2 separate regions of the Sus scrofa genome follow, and region 1 is linked to region 2. A link is a contact called in public HiChIP or PLAC-seq data. All regions are on one chromosome and are shown on one strand. Each heading gives the region's core, a stretch centred on a gene start, on an enhancer-like site or on the middle of the called end of the contact. The rest is flanking DNA. Distances are from core to core; before and after follow the strand shown.

What was found. HiChIP or PLAC-seq counts read pairs in DNA pulled down with a chosen protein or histone mark.
Region 1: a contact with region 2 is called in an H3K27ac HiChIP or PLAC-seq map of skeletal muscle. The contact joins the promoter of PARP12 here to the promoter of KDM7A in region 2. A contact is called at or near these places in 1 of 5 promoter capture datasets (liver), 3 of 47 Hi-C or Micro-C datasets (blood, liver and retroperitoneal adipose tissue) and 2 of 2 datasets of contacts at active chromatin or transcription factors (alveolar macrophages and skeletal muscle).

Annotation. Positions count from the first base shown.
Region 1 is chr18:9,672,296-9,677,758 of Sscrofa11.1, reverse strand. It overlaps PARP12 (poly [ADP-ribose] polymerase 12), which reads right to left and starts at 3,918. Exons shown (of 12, transcript XM_003134615.4): 1 at 2,466-3,918. The coding sequence starts at 2,794.
Region 2 is chr18:9,580,146-9,586,137 of Sscrofa11.1, reverse strand. It overlaps KDM7A (lysine-specific demethylase 7A), which reads right to left and starts at 4,670. Exons shown (of 20, transcript XM_003134614.4): 1 at 4,345-4,670. The coding sequence starts at 4,538.

The DNA of each region.
Region 1 (5,463 bases), core at 2,669-5,168, 92 kb before region 2:
CAGGAGGGAATCAGGGACCTGGAACCCTTCCCAGCTGCCACCAATGAACAAAAAAGCAGCACTGATCCTCTATTCCTGAGACAGGTGACCCCATGGTTGAGGAAGACGAGCAGCTCCGCAGGGAAAGCATAGAAAACACAGCTGCCCTGGGGCCCAGAAATCATCTGAGAAGGACGGTTCAAGAAACTGTCCCACGTAAACCACAAGGGGGAGGAAAAAATAGAAGACGAAAACTCAGAACCATTCAGGCCAGTAAATACCAGGTGTCCAGATTTCCAAGACAAGTGAAATCTGGCACCAAATTTTTGGGAATTAGCCTAGTGGGACCGCCATCTTCATCTTACCAACTCCAGGCATTGCGACCCACCAGTGAGCCCCCTCATTAGATCCCTCCATCCACCATTTACCGTGTCCCCCTTCCTCTCCAGGTGCTGCTGCTCCTTCCTCCCCAAGGTACAGCTTCTTCACCAGCCCCTGAAGGCCTGACTGCCCTCAGCTTCCATCCCCAGCCTCTGCCTCCACCTCGGATCACACCCACTCCTGGGGCTGCAGAAATGGCATACACTGCCCACCAACTCCCCAAACCAGCATCTAGGGCCCTGGCGACCCTCTCAAGGATAACACCTGGGTAGCCACCCCCTGCGTGTGCCTCCAAACAATACCCTCTCCGGCTCTGTCAACAATAACAAAGAAAAGTCATCACTGAGTCAACAATAATACACATGAGTCATCCCCTCTCGTGTTTTGTCACCACTCTCTCATCATCAGCTCCCCATCACTCCCAAATTTCTCACACACACACATCTGGTCCTCTTAAGGCTATATCTAGGCCTTGCAGTATTCAAACCTAGGTATTTCTGAGCAGCTGCTTCCGAGGGACCGCATTCCCCCCACCCCCCTCCACCATCCCCGGCCTTTAAGCAGAGCCCTGAGACATGGAGCAGGGGACGTGGACAGAAAGATACCTACCATTCCCAGACCTAGCCCATAAAAACCTCCTACCAGCCCTCTACTGTCCCTCTTCTCCCTGCTCCTTGTCCCTCATACCCTGACGCCTTAAGAGCCATAGGTTGAGAAGGACCGAATTCTGTATCTGTCAGCCTGGGTCCCTAAATGACTGCATGGATCTAGCCCCTACCCCAGGCTATTTATTTATTTATTTATTTGCTTTTTAGGGCCGCACCTGCAGCATATGGAAGTTTCCAGGCTAAGGGTCAAATTGGAGCTACAGCTGCTGGCCTACATACTACAGGCACAGCCAACACCAGATCCAAGATGTGTCTGCAACCTACACCAGAGCTCACGGCAACGCCAGATGCCCAACCCACTGAGCACAGCCAGGGATCAAACCTGCATCCTCATGGGCACTAGTCAGATTCGTTTTCACTGCACTACAAGAGGAACCCCTTTTTTTTTTCAGTCTGACGAAACCTCACTCTTTGACCCAATGTCAGCAAGAAATAATATCTACTGTGTTAAGGCAGAAAAAAAGAAGAAACAACCCTTCTAAGTAATTGGACTAGCTACTTAGAAACAGGGCCATACAGATGCCCATCACATCCTCCTCTGAGTCAGCATCCACACCACTATCTAAGACAGCTTCCCGAAACACACACTTGACAGCTGCTCTCTCCCGCCATCGGAAGGGCCCACACCACCTTCCCGGGAGATCTCATTAATTTACTCCACAAATCTCAGTGAACACCTGTTAGGTACAGAGCACACAGCTGAGGGCCCGGAGAGGCCAGCCAGGTCAAGACAGCGGTCAACTCCGCCCTTGGAGTTGACATTCTATGGCAGGAGTGGGGGACCATGATGAACGCTCTGGGAAAAGCCAACACAACAGTGTGATGGAGAGGGAGAGGCAGAGAACAGCTCAAAAAGCAAAGATACTCGAGTCGAAGCCTAAAAGATTCCCTGGGCCGAGCAGGAAAGACGGTCCCCTGGGACCGTTCCCCAGGGACATTGTGGGCGATGGTAAGGAGCTTGCAATTTACGCCAACGGCAAAGCAGCCATGGCGGCGTGTAAGCAGGTGAGAGAAGTTTCGAAAGATTCCTTCGGCTGTGGGGTGGAGAAAGCTCCTCCAGCAGCCCTGGAGCTCTGAGCAGGAGCCAGCCACAGCCCCTCTTCTTCTGGAGAACCCTCCCCGCTCCCTTAGCCGGCGCTCCCCCGCCCCCACCCCCACCCTGGTACTGTCACCCCGGGGTGTCCCGCCACGCACTGGGTTCTAAGGCTCTGAGACCGAAGGAGCCTAGAGGACACCGTTCGACGCGAGTCCCACGCACGGGGCCAGGGGTCGAGTAGCTGCTCAATAAACGTTCGCTGAAGGGAATTAAGGAGGAGGGGAGGCCAGGGAACAGCCACCTCCCCACCTCCCGGTGTCCCCGAATTTAAGAAAGGCCGAGACCCAGCTGGGGGCGGAGGCGGCGGGTCCCGGCCCTCCGGCTCCGGCGCGGCGCCTTACCCGTCCCTCAGGAACTTGCACTGGCCGTACAACACGAACTTGCAGAGGTGCAGCTGCGCACACAGCCCGTGGCAGCTCGGCTTCGGGCCCAGGTGGGCGGTGCACAGGCGCAGCGGCGACGCGGCCAAGACCGAGGGCTCGACGGCCGCCGCGCCCGCCCCGGCCGCCCGCCGCACCACCACGCAGTGCCCGCACTCCCGCAGCAGCCGGTCCAGGGCATCCCCGCCGACGCCCGGCCGCAAGCGGCGCCGCAGCTCTTCCAGCCCCAAGGAGCCCCCGGCCGCGCACAGCGTCTGGGTCACCTCGCGGAGGAGGGCGGCGGGCGCCATGGCCGTCGGGCCGGGGACTGCAGGGCCGCGGGCGGCTCTCGTGGACACACCGGCTGGAAACGAAACCGAAACCTCCGGCTGGAAAGCAAACCGAAAGCTCCGGCGGCTCCGGGGAAAACAGAACCCGGCCGCCTCGCCACGCCCCCGGTCCGCAGCTGAGCCGGGCTCGGCGCCTTCCAGCCGCGGGTCGCCCGGCTGCGCGCTAGGCCTCCCGCCCCGTCGGAAGCCCGTGGCAGCTGCTCGGCGTCCGAGGAGTGCTCGAGGGGGTCCCTCCGAGCGGCGAAGGAACGAGGCCCCGCTGCCTCGCGGCCGCGCTTCGCGCTGCTCGAGGCGCCTTCGCCGGGCCGAGGGGTGTGGGGCCGCCCCGGGCGTCGGGAAATAAGGCGGCCGGCGGATCTCGCACCTCCGCGCCCGGCGCTGGGGCGGAGCGGCCGGGACGCCCGCCTGCGGACGGCCCGCAACGTCGCAGAAGCCAAATCCGGCTTCCTGGTCACTCGCGGAAATGGGGGCGACGAGCAGGGGTCCGTCCCCCCTCCCCGCCCCCCGCCCCGCGCCAGGGGAAGGCAGTCACTCGGAGCTGCGAGACGGGCTGCAGGGCTCCTTCCTTCACTTCAGCGCCGGCAGCGAATCCCCTTGAAAAAGAAGTCCCTTTCTCCCCACCCCCGCTGAATAAAGATGGACTCTTAAAGGCCTTCGGGGGCCTGGCGACGCTCACGGGGGGTCGCAGGTGGAACTGTGAAGTGTTGAGAGCCCCCTGGGAACGTTATCCGGGAATAGTTATTAAAATATTGAGCGTGCGTGACCTTTGGCCCAGCAGCCTTTCTTCTGAGAAGCTTCTAGAAGTCAGAGGAACAGTAAATAAGTTAGGTGCAGAAGCGTCTGTATGGAGGAGGTAGGGTAGTGGGAGCAACGCGGTGGGTGGGTTTCCGGGCTATTACTCAGGTCTAAGGAGCATGCGTTGAACCCGTCTTCGGACCTGGAAGGACCTCCATGTTGTGAAGAGGAAAAAGAACGCTGTATAAAAATGTCTGAATTGATAGGAAGGGGCGAGTCCCAGTTGTGTGGGACTGAATCCGACTAGTACCCACAAGGCCCAAGGTCCGGTCCCTGGCCTCGCTCAGCGGGTTGAAGGTCCGGCGTTGCCGTGAGCTGCGGCGTAGGTCACAGACGCGGCTCCGATGTGGCAGTTGCTGTGGGTCTGGTGTAGGTCGGCGGCTGTAGCGCCAATTAGGCCCCTAGCCTGGGAACCTCCTCATGATGCCTGTGCGGCCCTAAAAAAGGCAAAAAAAAAAAAAAAAAAAAAAAAAAAAATTCTATTTGTAATATTACGAATATGCAAAAATCTATTAAGTGTATGTGAGAAGAGTAGATCATAATGAGAACAAATAAACGTAAATTAGGGCATGGGATGAGGGACAATTTTTTCTCTTGGATTTTATTGTTTTAAAATTTTTGTCATGTGTAAAAAATAATCTTTAATAACATTAATTTAATTTAATAAAGTTTTTCACTTAAATTTTTAATTCTTTCTCACAGCAGTGACCCCGCTGGGTCCTTAACCCACTGAGCCACAGAAGAACTCAATTTTTCATTTTAATGGTGGTCTTAATATGGTTTTGAAATAATAGGACATTCTGCATAAAGAAAAAAAGGGTGTTGTTTTTATCAAAAACCTGGGTTTCTCTCTTACCACGTACAATGGAGTCACAAGACACAACCAAGCCAAAGATCAATAGAGAGAAGGAAAGATTTATTACCGACAGCAAGTAAGGAGAACACCAGGGATCTTTTCCAAAACAGTGTCTCACCAGCAAAATGGGTGACGTTTTAAGCTAAGGGTACATGCATAGTCATCAAGGGACTTGAGCAGAAGTCAGCAAAGAACTGGGGCAAAGGGTGACAGAGTCCAAGCTTTCGTTGATTCAAGTCATGAGGGTCTTCAAGCCCAGCAAGTCAATAGCATCATCCCTTTGGTTCCAGTTATCTGGTAGTTGAGCACCTGAGGGGGGGTTAAATTCTGTGAAACAGCTGAAGAGTGTTCTTCAGACTAGTCTTTACCATTGAAACAGAACTAGGCATCTCTACAACTAAGTTGCTATCTTTGCTGTTGTTATTTGTCTTGCATAATGACAGTTTGTTCTCCTGTTCCCTGGAGATCATTATTTCTGAGACCTGTTCAGAGTCACGCATTGTGGCCAGGCCTGGATCACAACATGGCGTAGGCCTAAAATGGCTTCTCTTATGTCAAGAAAGCCAGGCCTGGTTTTCTTTTTCTGGGGACTCCCTATCTTAGCGGCTTACAATGTGACAATGGAGGCAGAGAAGGCAGAGATTGCAATGATGTGCACATAATCTGGGAATGCCACGGAGTGCCATCAGTCACCAGAAGCTCGGAAGAGGCAAAGAAGGATTCTTCGGAGCCTCCGGCGAAAGCACAGCCCTGCCCTCATCTTGAGTTCGGATCTCTGGCCTCCAGAACTGAGAGAGGATAGATTTTTGTTGTTAAGCCCAGTTTGCGGTGATATGTTCTTGCAGCCCAGGAAACTCATTCGGCCTGCTTTCCCAGTGAGATGTGGGGAAGGGTTATCAGCTGAGAGGAGCTAGAGTGGGGGCCGGGGAGAGAGAAGACAGGACCAGGGATCATGGCTCGTTTCGGGGAATGGAATAGC
Region 2 (5,992 bases), core at 3,421-5,920:
CGTGAGCTGTGGTGTAGGTCCAGATGTAGCTTGGATCTGCTGTTGCTGTGGCTATGGTGTAGGCCAGCAGCTGTAGCTGTGCTTAGACCCCTAGCCTGGGAACCTCCATATGCTGTGGGAGCGGCCCTAGAAAAAGGCAAAAAGACAAAATAAATAAATAAATAAAGGACTAAAAAGACTAATAAATAAAGGTGTTTACATTACGATGATGAGACAAAAGACACTGTAATACAATTGAATTAGGGCAATGATGCAGTAATTTGCACAGGATGATATAAGAACTCTATGGAAAGACATCTAGCCTAGAGATTAGGGCCTGGGGCATTGTCAACAAAGATCTCAGCTGTCTTAACTTCCACCAAGGACTCAGAGAGGAAGAATTCCATCTCTAGGTTGCAAGGAACCTGTGCCTGGAAAATCCTGTTAATTCCTCAGCCCACTGCCCCTAGGGTGTCAATTATACTTTGTGTCCTGGGCAAGTGTTCTCCCCTGTCACTTACAGAAAAGGCTTAGGCAGACAGATGAGGGTATAGAATTCCTGAACACCAAGGATGTAGTCAAAGTTCAAAAGCCTCAAGCCTGGAGGAAGCCTTCCCTCATGCTTGGCTGAAAAGGAAAAGCATCAAGGAAGGGTCTCCCTTCCCAGTTAGAATAAATGAGGGCAAAAACTTTTCAGATTTCCAGATGGCAGAAACCCCAGGCAGAGTAAACCCAAATTTACATCAAAATTCACTGATATCTTGAGTTTAAAAAAAATTCTTCTACTTGAAAAAATAAAAGCATCAAGAAGGGAGTTCCCGTCATGGCGCAGCAGAAACGAGTCCAACTAGGAACCATGAGGTTGCAGGTTTGATCCCTGGCCTTGCTCAGTGGGTTAAGGATCCGGTGTTGCTGTGAGCTGTGGTGTAGGTCACAGACGTGGCTCGGATCTGGTGTTGCTGTGGCGTAGGCCGGTGGCAACAGTTCCAATTAAACCCCTAGCCTGGGAAACTCCATATGCCTCGGGTGTGGCCCTAAAAGGACAAAAGACCAAAAAAAAAAAAGAAGGGAAAAAGAAGGGAGTTCCTGTCATGGCTCCATGAAAACAAATCTGACTAATATCCATAAGGATGCAGATTCGATCCCTGGCCTTGCTCAGTGGGTCAGGGATCCGGTGTTGCTGTGAGCTGGTGTAGGTCACAGACATCGCTCCGATCTGGCTGTGGTATAGGCCAGCAGCTACAACTTTGATTTGACCCCTCACCTGGGAATCTCCATACGCTGAGGGTATGGCCCAAAAAAGACCAAAAAAAAAAAAAAAGGTATCAAGAAGTTATTCAAGTAAAGACAAATCTATGTATCCACCTTCCTATCCTTTCTTTCTCTTCTGCAGACAGGCCATCGCTGGAAACCAAAAGAAAGCTAAGAATGAGGATTAAAGTACTCATTAGGGGGAATTCTCACATGAGCAAATGACATTTGTTTAATAATTAATACAGAAGGAACATCTTGCTGTGTTCCAAAAACCAATCATTCATTTCATGGTACAATAAACAGAGTAAATATTGATTACAAAAACAACAACAAAAAAAACATACAGACTCCAAATGACCAACACCTCATTAAGAATGAAACTTGCTAATAAGATAGTGCTTTTGCATGGCAGGGCATTATCATCAAATTTCTAACTTTTGACATGTGAATCACATTAACTTCTCAAGGATTGCCAATCAAAAAACCCTGAGTTCTGGAGTTCCTATTGTGGCTCAGTAGGTTGCCAACCCAACAATTATCCATGAGGATGCGGGGCTGATCCCTGGTCTCGCTCATTGGGTTAAGGATCCCATGTTGCTGTGGCTGTGGTGTAGGCGGGCAGCTATAGCTCCAATTCGACCCCTAGCCTGGGAACTTCCATGTGTCGCAGATACAAATCTAAAAAGATAAAAAAAAAAAAAAAAAAAAAACCCTAAGTTCAAAGTAACATTTTTCAGAGTCACTTTCACACAAATAAGAGTTCCTGCTGTGGCACAGTGAGTTAAGAACCCAACTGCAGTGGCTCAAGTTGCTGAGGACGCCAGGGTTTGATGCCTGGGAGGAACTTCTATATGCTGCCATTAAAAAAAAAAAAAAAAAAAAAAAAAAAAACACACACACACACACAAATGTATGTGACAAAGCTGAACACACTTGTTTTGGCCTTGTTCTCCCTCCTTCACACACATCCTCTTTGTTTTCCCTTAACTTTTTCCTATTTACAAAGTTATACATAAATGTATTACAAAATTCTCCATAAACTACCTGCAGGTTCTCATGGTTACGGTGCTCCCGAAATTAGGATAAACAAAATTCTAGTCTAAAATCTATTAAGCTATCAAATCTCTGCTTTGTATCATGGCACAAATTTCTGAAGCAGCTAAAATGGTTCTTTGAAGAAATAAGTATTTACATAATCACCAGGGATTCGGGTTTTATTCTATATGTAACCTAGATTTTCGGATAATCTCTATTCTGGTTGCCTATGATGGGGAAAGTGGGTGTAAAAAAATTGGCAAGATTAGGTGTCTTCATAGATCAGTTTCACATACAATCAAAATAAGGGAAAAAAACATCGGGTTTTATTGAAGCGATTAAAAAAAAGAACTTTGGATAATTTATTCTTAATGACAAGTGGCATGGTGGTAACAGCATTCCCAGCATCCACCAGACTGTTAAAAGATTACCTGATATACAAAATAAGGACGCTGTCCTTCTTTCGCAGTGACAATCTGTTGAGTGTTTCCCCCTCTGCAGCTGTCAGAATTGTGCCACCTGAAAACTGATTAGTAAAACTAACTGTACTTGAAAATTCAGCAAAACTAACTGTATCTAGCACTGAACACTGACATGAACGCTGTGCTGAACCGGTTTTCTCTCCCAGGGCCAGCAGAGGGAGACTAAGACATCTGGCCTGGTCGTGTGGTGTTTCTGCGAAATTGGGGAGGGGGGGAGCGGAGGCTGTATTTAAATGTCCTGCTGTCAATCAAAGGACACTTCCTACAATCACAGTCACCATATCTGCTATTACCCGGGAGCGTACTCTCGCCAAGATACACCGCCAAACGGTGCTGGGGAAACCTGCTTCACCTAAAGGTGACCGCAGGCTTTGCCACAACACCCAAATAAGGACTTTGGGAGCCCGACCTCAACTAGTTTCTTTGTTTAAATGCCTGCGAATCCCTCCCACGCCGGAGTCAAGAGGCTGTGGCGCCGCCCTTTATTAGCCTCACACTTTGATTACAAAACACACGAGTCGGCGGCTCGGCGGCGGAGGCGGCCCGAGCTCTCACAAACGTCAAACCCAAACGCAGGCAGCGGCTGAGGCACAAGGCGACGCTCGCCGCCCCCGCCACCCGACCCCAAGTCCCCACCGAACGGCGCAAGTTCGCCTGCACCAGGCCCCCGGGCGCTGGCCCCGGGCTGCCCGGGGGTCGCCGGCCCTTCGGGCGACGGGAAATTTCACTCTCTGTAAAGTTTGAGCGGCGGCGCGGGGGCGGCCCGGGGGCGGCGGGGACGAGAGGCTGTGCCTCCGGGCCCCGCTGCCCACTCCATCCGCTCCACCCCCGCCGGGACGGGCTGCGCCGGGGTGACGGGTGGTTGGCACGACCGCAGCCGACCTGACGCCCCGCTCGGGACCCCCGGCCCAAACTTCCGACTGGCATCTTTCAAGTCCCCGAAAGTGCCTCATCTGTTGCTCTGTTTACTCCGCGGAACCCCACCGGGCGGGCGCTGCCGACGCCCCCGTCCCAGAGCCCGGGGGCCGAGGAAGTTTGATAAAGACAGGGGAAGGGGGCGCGACCGGGACCCGCAGAAAGAGGGCAATTTCTGGAGACCCCGGGCCGGGGCCAGCCGGTCGCCGCCCGGAAGGAAGGCGGGGAGGGCGGCCGGCCGGGCGGCGACTTCGGGCTGGGAGTCCCGGGCGGGCGGGCGGCCGGGCGGGGCGGCGGCCGGGCTGCGGGCGCGGCGAGGGGCGGCGGGCCGGGCCGGCGCTCCGCCCGCCGCCTCCGCCGGCGCCTGCCCCGGCCGCGTCCCCTCGCCCGGGTCTCCCCCTGCCAACTTCTCGGCCGGCCCCCTTTGTTCCCGTTTGTTGTGGCGACTCTTCGCCCAGCCAGGCGATCCCACCAGCCCCCCTCAGCCCGCCCGGCGCCCGGCGAGCCCGGGACCCCGCGCGCCGCGCTGCCCGGGCCGAGGGCTAGGAGCCGGAGCCCCTGAGCGCTCGACGCGGCGCGGCGGCCGAGCGGAGAGCGGCTCGGGCGGCCGGCGCGGCGACGGCGGCGGTTAGCCGGTGGCCGGCGGCAGCGGCGGCGGGGCTAGAGGGGGTTTATTTACCTGCCGTGGAACCAGTCCTTGCAGATATCGCACTCGATCATGAAACGGTTCACGTCGTACGGCTGCCGGCACACACAGTACACCGGCGGGGGCGGCGGGGGAGCCGAGGCCCGGCCGGGAGCCGCCACCGACACGGCTGCCGCGGCGGCTCCAGCTGCTGCTCCCGCGGCCACCGCCGCCGCCGCTCCGGCCATCTTTAAAAAACACACACACGCTCGCTCGCTGCTCCGCTCGCCGACTGGAGCGAGCGCAGCCGCCAGCCAGCGCCGCCTCCTGCAGCAGCCGGAGCAGCAGCCGCGGCGCCGGCGGCGGCGGCGGCGGCGGCGGCGGCGGCGGCTGCGCCCCAGTGCGCGCGCGCGCGAGGCCGCGGCCCGGCGAAGGGGGGCGGGTCAGCGGCGGGCGGCGGCGCGCGCACGACGCGCGAGGTCCCGGCCCGGCTCCTTCCGGCGCTCCGCGCGGGGCCGTGCGTCTCGCGCACGTCCTCCTGCCGCCGACGCGCGCACCGCGCTCCCCTCGCGTCGGCCGGGCGGAGGGACAGGCTGAAGGGCACGCGGGGCGGGGGAGGCGGAGAGAGAGGCGGAGGGAGGCGGAGGGAGCCAGAGGCTCCCTGAGGACACGCGCTGTGGCGCTGGGAGCGCGGCCGCAGGAGGAGAACTGCGGGAGCGCGCGAAGAGCCGGCTTCTCGGTTTCTGAGTGAACGCCGAGGCCGGGGAAGTTCCTGCGCAGTGGAAAGCGGCGCACGCTGCGTTTATGCTCAGAGCCGCAGAACCGAGGAAAGGAGAACGCTGCCGGAGCCACCTCCCGAAGTCACCTAGCAGCCTCCCCGAGACCTCCGGGGTCCGAGTCGAGGGTTAACACCACGGAGAGCGGGTTATGCCCGGCAGATGGGCAGGAGTGTGCTGGGGAGTCATTCAAACTTCCAAAACGTCCCAGCCGATTTCCCACCGACTAGCCAGGAGATTAGTGTTGATGGAGCCACTAGTAGGTGAAGGAGGTTGTTCCCAAGAGGAATTCAGTTAATTCAGTCTGTGCGCCGAGAGGGGCCAGGCTTCAAATGTAGTGGGTGGAGAAAGGACCGGAGAGGAACTCGGCGTGTTTATAAATAACGTGAGACGCGAACGCTGAGTTCCAAGTTTGGAAGGTTGGGATAAAATTCTAAATGTGATGACGCCTCGGGAAGGGGCTGCCACGAAAACCAGATAATACGGTACTTGGCACATAATAGGCCACTAATAAATGTTTTTGAATGAAGGATGTGATTGATAAGGATAAAAACAGCTAGCACATACCGAATAGAGAAAAATTGCCTTGGAATCATAACCACGCAAATTGGAAGGGATGTTAAGAATTATGGAATCAGATATTTGTAGCTGAATTTCGCAGGCGTTTCTATCAATGGTAAAATCCCAATAGCTCCAGGTCTCACTCAGCCCCAGGCAGAAAATCACTGATTTATTCTAATCTTTTTATAATTGAGGAAAGCAATTAAGTTGCCTCAAGTGTCAGATATGAGCTTAAGCTAAAGTTTTTAAGTTCGATTCTGTATCCAGTCCTCTCTCTACCGCTCTATTGCTTGTCACATATGTTTTGGGAAAAGAAAAACCTGGAAATCAGAGTTAATCCCAGAATGAATGAGTTTGAAACACTT